4 separate regions of the Mus musculus genome follow, and regions 2, 3 and 4 are each linked to region 1. The links are chromatin contacts, called in public ChIA-PET, capture Hi-C and promoter capture Hi-C maps. All regions are on one chromosome and are shown on one strand. Each heading gives the region's core, a stretch centred on a gene start, on an enhancer-like site or on the middle of the called end of the contact. The rest is flanking DNA. Distances are from core to core; before and after follow the strand shown. Region 1 holds the start of Fgl2 (fibrinogen-like protein 2). Region 2 holds the start of Napepld (N-acyl phosphatidylethanolamine phospholipase D). Region 3 holds the start of Armc10 (armadillo repeat containing 10). Region 4 holds the start of Ptpn12 (protein tyrosine phosphatase, non-receptor type 12).

Region 1 (2,700 bases), core at 34-2,533:
GGAATGGTGAGGATGCATATGCACTAAGTCTCAACCCCCGAAGTTCTACACGTGTCCTCATCCCCACCACACACACACACAAAGAGAGAGAGAGGGAGGGAGGGAGGAGAGAGAGAGAGAGAGAGAGAGAGAGAGAGAGAGAGAGAGAGAGAGAGAGAGAAGAGAGAGGAGAGAGGAGAGAGAGAGGAGAGATGCTTCCATGTATAAAAATCTCCCATTCTCACTAGATATTTGAGAACCTAGCACAGCAGATTGTTTGTGAAAGCCTTATAAAGCCCATCAGCCACCCAAGATCTGATTCCCAGGGACCTAAGCAAGCAGAGCCAGGAACCTTGCCATACCTGTCCTGTGTTCAAATATGTGTTCAGATTCCGGGAGGAATCTGTTTCTGCTCGTCTGTTGGTCGACCTAGCAGGGAAGGTCTAGAGACTTGCAAGTGACGGTCTCTAACGAGTACAACTAATAGGATTTTTGTACGTGGATCATTTACCATTTCTGTTGTCTCATTTGAGAAAACACTTGTTTCTCCTGCCATAACTTAACAGGTGAAAGTCTGACTAACTTATGCTCCCTCGGGTTAATGTTTATGGCCACTATCTGGCTATACAGCTTTCATGAACAAACTGTATGACCCTCATTACACCTACCCGGCTGTGACTGCATGTGTTCTTGGCTGGGACACTTGGAACACTTGCCATCCAAACTGTTGACCACAACGGTTAGATTTGCCACTTTGTTGTCCACGTAGTTCTCAATGTTGTTCATATTTACCAGATGGAGCGTCTCCAGGCGCCCCTGCAGCCCCTGGATCTGGTCCTTTGCATTCTTCAGCTCTGAGGACAGCTTGTTCACCTGACTCTCCAGTTCCTGGACTCTACTGTCCTCGGCTGTCTCTGCTCCATTCCCTCCATTCCCGCCGGGATCTCGATGGTCGTCAGCCTGCAACTTACAGTCCTGGCAGGATTTCTTCAGACTGTCCACTGCTTCCTTGAGGGTCCGCACTTCTTTGAGCACCTCCTCCATGCTGCCAAGCTGCCGCGGGAGCTGGATGGTCAGCGTGGGCAGGGTGAGCTGGAAGGGGCACTGGCTCCCCTCGCACCTCCCGCTGCCCTCCAGCCTCGCGGGGCAGGCAGCCTGGGCGCTGGCATCCTCCAGCCCCTCAGTCAGGTTGTGCTCCTCCACCGCTCGGCAGGCAGCGAGGACGGCAGAACTCAGCCACAACCAACCAGGAAGCCTCATCCTTGCAGTGCGGCAGCCCAGCCTGACCAGGCGCTTTAATAGCCACCGCCGCCTGACTCAGGCGTTCTGAGTTCCCAGAAAAGGGCGGGCGCATTTGCATCACAGTCTCAGACGCCACACAGGAGGAGAGGGTCCTCAGCAAGCGCAGCCAGCCAAATGCTGTCATCTCCTGTCAGTCAAAACTATGCACAATAGAATGCCTGCCGTGGGTGCCACGCATTGTATTCAAGATTCACCGTCTGGGTTTTTAGTAAAGCACAAGGAAAGTCTTTTGTTTAAAAAACAGTTGTAATACCAGTGCCCAAAAGATACCATATTATATACTTGGTCCACTAGTGGGGAAAGAGTTGGAACGTCTAAATGTCTGTGAGCTTCTTCCCACTAAATGTCACCAAAATGGAAATGATTCTGTTTCCTCCCTAGTTTGGGAACCTGTTTTCTTTTTGAAGGCTAGACTTTGTGTGAACTCTTAAGTACTTAAAATTGCCCCTAATCAGAACAAAGGTCCGCTCTTTAAATGGATTCTCTGTGTGTGTCTCTCATCTGTTTGTAAAAGGGAAGAGAACTGGCAGAGAATACGGCTGTTTTCTCCTGACTGTGCAGGCTATGTAATCGTCAGTGGTTAAAACACTTGGAAGCACGTCACTCACACATCACAGGCAGTGGCTGTCCTTCCCCATCACTCAGCTCAGGAGCTGGGGGTCTCTCTTAAGTTCATTGTGCATACTGACCTCATAAGGTTTCTTATTAAAAGGGATTTTATTACTTAAAAATTATTTCAGCGTAACTGACACAGATAAACCCAAATTCTTTCTCTGTACTAGTTAAAGGCACTCTGTAATCTATCTCTTATTTATTTAGACTGGGTCTCAAGTAGCTCAGGCTGGCCTTGAACTCCTGATCTCTCTGCCTCTCCCTCCTAAACACAGAGATCACAGGTGTGTACCACCATGTCCAGTTCTCATATTTATATCTCTAACCAGATTTCCCAAGACTTTTCTCTACTGCCTCTTAATTCTAACTGAACTACTCTCTTCAAATTCTCAGAGCAGGGCAGGCAGGCGCACTTTCTATCTGAGAAGTCTGGAATGTTGGCCCTGGCACTGTCTCCAACTGGACATAACACGTATTGGCTTTGCTGAGCCTTCATGCCTGTTACCAGTGCACAAGGAATTTGAATATTTTTTTTCTCCTATAGAAATAACCTATACAGACTGAATGTGCAAAGGGGAAATGTGTGTATGAAGAATTTGTCAGACACGCCTTATGCCTTGTCTTACCGCACTCTCGGGCTCCTACTTTCCCTTCTCATTCCATCCCATGATATCCAAACCGATGTTAGACCCCATTTCACCCTGCCCTCCTTATCCTCTCTCAGGCCAAGGCACTGCCTTGATGTAAGGGAGAAGTGAATAGATGGGTAATTTCAAAGAGAGGAAGAATGACAGATTTAAGTTGTCT
Region 2 (2,700 bases), core at 173-2,672, 330 kb before region 1:
ATCCAAACAGCATGACAATGCAGACCCATTTTTTGTGTATATAAAATGTGTTCACAGTGACTGATGGAATAAGGGCAAGAAATGACATGTTTAAAGTTCCCTAGCAAGGATGCTAGGAATCGAAGCAGTAATAGCAGTCTGTCCTTTGGGGTTGAATTTGAAGTGTGTCTTCCCTTCTTTTTTAAAATTTGCTAATGCATGTCGAGAATTATTCAGCCCCACCCAGGCGCAAAAGAGCTATCAGGAATAAACTTTAAACTTTTGCTAGTTTTACACTTAAAACTAGCAAAAGGAAAACAATCAGTTACAACTGCAAACTACCCTGAGGAAATCAAGTATACATCGATAGTGTCCTGCAGTATTAGATAGCTATAGTCACTTTCTAAATGCATTATAGTTTGGTTTGCATATTCCTAGCGTATCTGTACTAATGCCTGGTCTTTCTTTTCTTTTTGCTAACACAATCTCAGACACAATCTATTTAGTTCTGGTCTATGAATATATCTCACAAAGACCTTCAAGAGTATTTAAACTGTCAGCCTATCTATTTACCATTGAATTCTGTATGACTTTGCAAGTTATCTCTTGAAATAATTTCAACCAGTTAAGAATTTCAGAATTGTAATTTTATGTTTTGATCTTATCCTGAGATTTCAAAAAGCCAGACATTTAGAACATTATATGCCGAAGGCTGACATAATTTAAAATGTAACTGAGTACACAAGGTAGTGGAGCCATTTATACTCAGTACTCACTATATATAATCAGTGTCTGTAACCGAGCTCTTTAGTCAAGACTGTCAGTGCTGTTGTACATAGTGGGCCACGACAGGCACATTGGGCAACCAGATTCTTCTGGGTTTAGCAACTGTCAAGGAATGAGCTCACGTGACCTGGAAGGCTGGGAGCCAAACTGGTCAGAGAGCTTTGCGGTATCAGTTCTGCTCGCTGCGCGGACTTTACCAAGATGGCCTCGAGGCCTCTGCGCCTCTGTCCTCCGGGGCAGCCATCTTGGTAAAGGCCAGGCAGGGGGTGGCTCCCGGTATGACCCGGCTGCAGCCTGGGACCGCATGGTCAGAGACGACCGCCACCAAAGATGGGGAGGCGGCGCGTGCTGAGGCGCTGCGTGCAGCTGTTGGTGTCCTCAGCGGAGCTGGGGTGGCCGGGCCGAGGGAGGAGAGACGCGGGAGGAGGGCGTAGAGCGGCTGGGCCCGCAGAGCCGAGGCCCTCAGGCGAGGAGACGCGACGCAGCGCGCGCCTGCCTGCGCTCCGCGCAAGGTGAGCCCGCCCCTTCGCTCCACCCTCGCAAGATGGCTCCGCCCCTCGAGCTTCCGCTCCGTCCAGCAGCCTCGCTTCATCCCGCCCTCTAACCAACTCCGCCCCCCGCCTTCCAGCGCCGCCCACCGGCATGGCCCCGCCCACATACAGCGCGCCGCCTTCCCGGGAACCTGAGCGCCTGCGGGTGAGCCTCCCTGCTGTTAGCCTGGATCTTCGCGGGAGGCGGTTCGGCGACCGCGGTTCCTTTTCGTTGGTTTGCTCCTTAGTCTCGATATCTGCGTGGAACAGCCTTTCTGGGGCTGTTCGGATACCTCGGTGAAGTGCAGCGGGTTTCGAGTAGGTTTCTAGCACCCAAGCCCTGCCTCCTCCTGGAGATGCACTTGTGAGTGGCAGGCTTCTTTTGAATTACCGCACCTCTGGAGTTGCGGAGCTTGCATCTCTGGATCCGCTTACGTGAAGAGCCACCGCGTTTTTAGGCGCCCAGAGGGAAGTAGCTGTATTTGGGATTTAAGATCTACCCTTCCTGCTGCAGACTCCCTGGTTACAGCTCCACGATAGGAATACAAGTGGGTGTATCTTCATTTGGTTGTATGTAAATGAATGGGGTCCACAACTTGCTCAGAGCAACTTATTTCAGCTTCGGTGTAGTATTTATGTCCTAAAAAAATCCATCCCCAAAGCATTATTGCCGTTTTTCTTAAAGTAAGAGTAACTTATTTAACCACAGAATGAATAAAAGTACGAGGCGGGATTAGAGAAGGATGGCAATAGACCTTTTTCTTTCTTTTCTTTTTCCTTTTCTTTCTTTTGTACTGTGTTTGCTCATTAGATCGGCTATTCTTGATGGCGGTTCATATGGACTCCTCTTCCCAAGGAGCGCGGTATGAACCCGGTTGTTGTGAATATGCGTTCAAGGTCTCCAGTGGAACCTGGATAATGTGTACTAACAGTCAGACCCAGAAAACATTAAGGGATTGAGAAAAGTCAACAACATAAAAAAAAAAAAGTCTGGGATTCTTGCTTTGCCCTTACTGTAGGCTGTTTATACGTTGTTATGCTGTGACTTGCATGGGTGGTTTTGGCTTAGCATGAAGTCAGAAAGCCACTTTTGCAACACACTTCTCTTAAATTAAGAAATAATTTTCATCTTTATTAACAGATGGACGTATAACAGTTCTGTTTTGTCACATTGGGTAGAAGTTAGTGGTAACAACATGATTTAGAAAGAAGTTACATAATCTTTAAAAGGGTGATTACTTGTATCTTACAACAGTCTAATTAAAAAAAATAGTTTGATTTTTGTTGTAAGGAAATGTTAGCTCTGTTAAAGATTTAGGGCAAAAATGTGCATTTAAAATCAGAATCTAAGAGGAATCGAGGGTTTGAAATGGGTGTAAGTCAATTGGAAATACAGTCATAATTT
Region 3 (2,700 bases), core at 24-2,523, 270 kb before region 1:
CACCACCAACAACAACAACAACAAAAACCCACCAAAGTATTCTTGTATAGAAATATTTGACAGAGAGAAAAAACAAACAAAACCACAAAAAACCCACACACAAACAAGCACCCTACAAATCAGGCTTTGTAAGGGCAAATGCTCATTTTCAAAAACTGCTTTCCTCTGTGACCAAAGGGGAAGGTTCTGTGCACTCCCCTTTCTTACAGCATTTCCTGGAGGAAATGGAAGGCTGGAATATAAATCCATGGTTGTTCCTGGTCCCTTCTAGTAAGTGCAAATTTTGAAAAGTAAATGCTAGTTGTACAACCCAAAGATGTGTTTTCTACCTGCCTTTAAAGGTGCCTTATTTTTGTTCTAGGGAAGGGCAATTAGCTCCCACCAACCTCAGTTTAAAAACAAATATATTTCTCTACCTTTGAGGCAAGCAGGTATTGGTTGGCAGGTTTTATTTCAAATAGTTTTTCCAACAGTTTTCACGACTTAAGCCATCCTTTTAGAAGGGTGTGTCTCCTGTTGGTTGTGGTTCTTATTCCCAACACACACACCCCGGTTGCAGGGACGCTACGGATGACTTAAAGGTACTTCCCAGGACAGGTGCCACAAAGTGCTGGCAGAATTGCATCTCAGGGATCCATTCTTCACATAGCACGAGCAAAGTTTCAACCCAGGCTTGAGGCCCCTGAGAACCTTCTCACAGTAAGGGGCATCTCTTTGATAACAACACAAAAGCTCAGGTAAAACTTTAAAATGAGAGGCAATCTACTTGGCTCGGAGAAACCTCAGCTCTTGGCTGTGAAGCCGAAGGGAAGTAACAGGACACTTCGGGCAATGTTTTCAGCTCTTATTTTAAACAAAGAAGTGGGAGCAGGGAAGCGGCTCAGGACCCACCCAAGGCAACCTGGGCTTCCAGAGTCGTCTGTCTACCTCCAGCCTTTCTCCCCATGCAGTCGCGGGTGTCTAGGGCACCTCCAACCCAGCCTGGCCTGAGGTGGGTCCGGAGCCCCGAACCAGTCCACCTGCCGGGCAGCCCATCGCCTCACCTGCGGATCGCGAAGGGCGCAGTCGGCGACCGCCTCGCCGCGGTCCCCGAGTCAGCCGGTAGATACAGTAGCAGGCGCCGGCGCCCAGGACCAGCCCTGCTGCCACCCAGCCCACGTCCCGCGCGCCACCCATGCTGCTGCCTCGGAGCTGCAGGGAGCCGAGGAGCCAGGGCCACACGCAGGTGCAGCTGGGCCAGAACCAGCCCAGAGAAAGGAAATGGGGTTGGAGCTCCGCCTTCCGGAAGCCGCCCTGCTAAAATCGGAAGCCCTCCCACCCTGTGTGCTGCGGTTCCTTTCACCAGGCAGGCGGGATGCCCCTAGTGCAAGCAGCTTTTTCCTGGACCAAGACCGGGACTGCGGCGCGTTGAACACAGACCCTAGCTCCGCCCCAACACTCACTCTCCCGTCCAGCCCTCTCATTTTACCCGGCCCCGGCCTGTACTGTCCTGCCCCGCCCCTCCCCGCTCTGCCCCGCCTCTCTGCACTCGCCCCGCCCCTCTCTGCCCCGCCCCTCTGCAATCGCCCCGCCCCGCCCCAGTTGCCCCGCCCCCTCCCTGCTAGGTTCTTTCTTCATCTCGCGAAAGGCTTGGACTATTTGGCACCTCCTTTGTGGTTGCTAGGCAACGCTCCGGCGCGTCTCTCCTCCTCAACGTGAACAGCAGTAACCTATGAAACGCATTCTGAGTCCTGCTTCTGACCATGGCTTCACTACGCAGTGCCACCCCCAGGCTAAGGAGCTACTTCAGGGACAAGTACATTCCTCAAATCTGTGAGGTACTGCAGCCACATAGCCTCTCACACAGTGGGCGCGGGGAAAAACTGGGAGAGGCAAGGAGATTCCCGGAACTGGAGCTAAGAAGGAGCAGGATGGGGAAGCTTGAAGTCAATTTAGGGTAACTAGAGAGAGAAGGGTAGGTTAGAGAAGACCGAAGGGTGCCGGTGGCTAAAACCAAGCCCAGGTGGGGATGACAAAGGAAGGGGACGGGGGAAAGTGACAATCTGCAGGGGGCGCAAAGAGCACAGGGCCTGGGTTGGAATCTCCAAGTGTCAACTACTAAATTCTATTATGGAAGAGCGTCTTGAGCAAGAAGTGAGTGGTGAGCCACTTGAAGACAAAAGACTTGAGGGGTTCTGGGTGTAGGCTTCGCCCCGCCTCGTTGTTAGCAGGAGGGAAGAAGAGTCACCTGCCTCTACACACAGCTTCACAACACACCTTTTTAGAGATCGCCACCAAGCAAAACCTGAGGTCTTGGTTTCAACAAAGAAATGAATTTCGGGGCCAACTTGTATGAAGCAAAGCTGGCTTCATTAAACGCAGGAACAAAGGTGCTCCAGTAGAGAGAGTAGAACACACCTGGTCAGACAATTGCGGGCTTCTGAAGGGAGAGTCGACCTTAAGTGTTGTCTTCACAATGCTGACATCAGTATTTTTTCTTGTGACTTTCAAGGTTACATTTCTAAATGTTGCCAAGAAACTACTACCCCTTTTCTTTTTCTTTCTTAATTTCTTTATTCACTTACTTCCCGATTGCAGCCCACCCCTCTCCTCCCCTCCCAGTCCCTTACAAGCCCCTCCCCCACTACCCCCTTCCCCCTATCAGAGGAGAAGGGAAAACCCTCCTTGGGTACCACCCCAGAGTCCCAGAAGGATAAACAT
Region 4 (2,700 bases), core at 197-2,696, 320 kb after region 1:
ATTTCTGCCATTTACCTATTTGTCCCCATCGAGCCTGAATCTTTTGCTTACATTCAGTGAAATTTAGCCTGTGTAGTGGGTTAAATTACTACAGACACTCCTTTCAAAAGTTTATTTTAGTATGGAAAGCATCTCTTGAAATGCTTTGAGAGAAGTGAGTTGGTACATATCAGATGCATTATTTCCTGTATTTTATTTTAAAGTGTAACTGTATATTGCTACTCACATGTGTTGTCTTCGATTTTCTTTTTAATTAAATTTCACAGTGCGGCCAAATATCGGTTTAGGAAATGTTTCCTGCATTGATATTTCCTATCTTAAGCATATTTCCTGGCAGCCTGTTCTGTGAAAACATGTTTTTTGTTTGTGGGTGTAGGTGACCAAAGTCAGTCCATGGATCAAATCCCTCAGTTGTGCAACTGTGTACTACTACAAACTCTCGTCCTTTCGAGAAAAAGTAAAAGTTAGAGTCAAAGTAAAAGAACCTGCGTTTTAGTTCTGACTCCACATGAACATGTTGGGGGGGTGAACTTTGGACAAATCATTTCTATTTATGAAAGGACAGATTGCATCAGCACGCTCTCTGTCTGCTAAGAGTCACAAATTCTATTCTACGAAAGAATGTCACCCATTCAACTCTGAAACCGTGAGAATTTAAAGATAGGAAGCAATATTGTCTTCCTCTTGGCAAAAAAAGGTGCAATGAGAAAGATGCATTACGAATTAAGAGCTTTCCCTCACTGGGATTAGAAAGATTGCGAAGAGTAAACCCTTTCACTCTGGAAACTATTGGCTTCTCCTAGCCAAAGTGCCAAAGCCTTGGGAGACCCTCACCAAGGCATTCGTAAAGCGAAGGTGAAGGCTCTACTACAGTTCCCAGCATACCTCTGTCCCACCCTGCTCCGGGCACTCCTGCAGGCGGGTCTTGTAGTCCCAGCCCGCGGCCGGCAGTAGCGCTGAAGCACTTTTGGAATCAGCTTTCCCTCCCCGCCAAACCCGGAGGCCGCAAGCCCCATCTGAAGTTTACTGTCTGACCCACTGGGCTTGGCCGGGCTTCCAGACGTAGGACGTCCACCAGAAGCCAGCCTCACCGCAGCGAGCGGCGAGCGCCCTAGGAGAGGGCCACGCCCCGGAAGCGGCTTCCAGCCACTCAGAGCGGGCGGGGGCGGGCCCGGGCGGGCGTGCGGGGGCGGCTGGGTCTTCGCTCTGGGGCGGGGCCGCCGTACGAGCCCGCGCGTCTGGGTGGCGGCGGGGGCGCGCCCGTGGGGAGAGGCGGCTGCGGCTGCTGGTGGGGGGTGGGGGGGGAGGCAGAACCGGGAAGGGGGCAGGGCGAACTGAGAGCCGTGTTCCTGAGGCGGCGGCGTCTCGGACTGAGGAGGGCGGGGAAGGAGGATGGGGCAGGCTGGGGGTTGGGGCCGGCGCTAGCCCGCGGCTCGCCTCGTAGTAGGGGAAAGCGACGCTGCTCTTTAAGTTGCGCGGGGAGCCCGGCCGGTGCCGCCGCAGCCGCAGCCGCCTGGCGCGGCGGGGAGGGAGGGCGGGCCGGAGCGAGCTGGGGAAGACGGAGCGGGCGCTGCGGCGCGCGGGCGGGCGGCGGGGGGGACGCGGGAGGATGGAGCAAGTGGAGATCCTGAGGAGGTTCATCCAGAGGGTCCAGGCCATGAAGAGTCCGGATCACAATGGGGAGGACAACTTCGCCCGGGACTTCATGGTGAGTGTCCGTTCTCGCCGGCGCCTCGTGTCGCCAGCCGCCGAGCTCCCCTCGCCTCTCCCGGTCGGTCGGGGCTGCCAGCGCTTTGTGTGCGGTGCGAGGACAGGCGCGGGGCGCGCGCCCAGCCGCGAGCGCCGTCGGCGAGCTTGCGGGAGGCGAGGTCACCCCCGCCCCTCAGCCTCTCTTTTCCGCGGCCGCTACCTGCGCTCCCCGGCCCAGCCCGCTCCGGCCCCGCCGCCCGCGACTACCTATTGTCTCCCCGGCCGGGCGGCGGCGGCTGGAGTGCGGGCTCGCCTTCCCACGCCTGCCTTCCCCGCCTGCCCCTCCGGGGAGGGTCGAGGCGAGCTGTCTGGCTGCGGCCAGCGGAGCGGCTCGAGGCTGCCGGAGAGCGAGGGTGTAGAGCATTAACTCGCTGGGTCCCTGTACGGATGCCGGCCTTGGTCCGAGTGGACGGCAGGACGACTCCGTGTCTGGGTTCACAGTTATTAGCTCAGCGCTTGCCAGAGGCTTGACCATAAGGAATCTCATGGTTTACCTGATCTCCATTTATCTGGTCAGGTTTCTTTTCGTCCTGAGACCCAGGTTTGAGGTGGCTGTGAGGCCAGTGTGACTTTAGATCGAAAAGGGAGGGGGATATCAGTGTGGATGGGGGTTATCCTGAAGGAAGCTCACTCCGGACTTGAGGGGATATTGCCGAAGCCGGAGGGGATGTGACTATCACTTCCTATCCGGGGTGGGGGTGGGGAAGCTGGGAACAATAGTCATGGTAGGGTGGAGGCGACTATATGGGCTGAAGCCCTGGGAGATAACCTTCCCGTCCCCCCTTTTCCGCCACCCCCCTTTCCGCCCTCTGCTTGTGTAGGCAGGCTTGAGTGAGTGGAGGTGGGGGTTAAAAGTCTAGTATGTGAAATTTCTCTAGGTGCATAATTGGAGAGAGGGTATCAATTCCGAAGGCGTGGGACCAGAAGCTGACTTCCTACATTACCCCCTCC

What was found. ChIA-PET counts read pairs in DNA pulled down with a chosen protein or histone mark. Capture Hi-C pulls out chosen DNA fragments and counts their contacts.
Region 2: an RNA polymerase II ChIA-PET map of memory CD8 T cells shows a contact between it and region 1, with 19 read pairs. The contact joins the promoter of Napepld here to the promoter of Fgl2 in region 1. A contact is called at or near these places in 1 of 39 promoter capture datasets (the C10 cell line), 1 of 115 datasets of contacts at active chromatin or transcription factors (memory CD8 T cells) and 2 of 9 other capture datasets (macrophages and pancreatic islet).
Region 3: a capture Hi-C map of macrophages shows a contact between it and region 1, with 6 times the contacts expected there. The contact joins the promoter of Armc10 here to the promoter of Fgl2 in region 1. A contact is called at or near these places in 18 of 39 promoter capture datasets (the 3T3-L1 cell line, 3T3-L1-derived adipocytes, the C10 cell line and 12 more), 4 of 115 datasets of contacts at active chromatin or transcription factors (craniofacial prominence, effector CD8 T cells, embryonic stem cells and 1 more) and 3 of 9 other capture datasets (adipose tissue, embryonic stem cells and macrophages).
Region 4: a promoter capture Hi-C map of liver shows a contact between it and region 1. The contact joins the promoter of Ptpn12 here to the promoter of Fgl2 in region 1. A contact is called at or near these places in 1 of 39 promoter capture datasets (embryonic stem cells), 1 of 484 Hi-C or Micro-C datasets (uterus), 5 of 115 datasets of contacts at active chromatin or transcription factors (CD8 T cells, effector CD8 T cells, embryonic stem cells and 2 more) and 2 of 9 other capture datasets (adipose tissue and liver).

Annotation. Positions count from the first base shown.
Region 1 is chr5:21,371,256-21,373,955 of GRCm38.p6, reverse strand. It overlaps Fgl2 (fibrinogen-like protein 2), which reads right to left and starts at 1,283. Exons shown (of 2, transcript NM_008013.4): 1 at 648-1,283. The coding sequence starts at 1,239. The region is part of intron 2 of Ccdc146 (coiled-coil domain containing 146); the gene reads left to right.
Region 2 is chr5:21,700,118-21,702,817 of GRCm38.p6, reverse strand. Napepld (N-acyl phosphatidylethanolamine phospholipase D) reads left to right here and starts at 1,422. Exons shown (of 5, transcript NM_178728.6): 1 at 1,422-1,613.
Region 3 is chr5:21,644,579-21,647,278 of GRCm38.p6, reverse strand. It overlaps Armc10 (armadillo repeat containing 10), which reads right to left and starts at 1,273. Exons shown (of 6, transcript NM_026034.5): 1 at 1,044-1,273. The coding sequence starts at 1,176. It overlaps Fbxl13 (F-box and leucine-rich repeat protein 13), which reads left to right and starts at 1,674. Exons shown (of 21, transcript NM_001199632.1): 1 at 1,674-1,817. The coding sequence starts at 1,743.
Region 4 is chr5:21,054,657-21,057,356 of GRCm38.p6, reverse strand. It overlaps Ptpn12 (protein tyrosine phosphatase, non-receptor type 12), which reads left to right and starts at 1,446. Exons shown (of 18, transcript NM_011203.3): 1 at 1,446-1,708. The coding sequence starts at 1,610. Gm42221 (a long non-coding RNA gene) reads right to left here and starts at 1,290. Exons shown (of 4, transcript XR_880864.3): 1 at 886-1,290.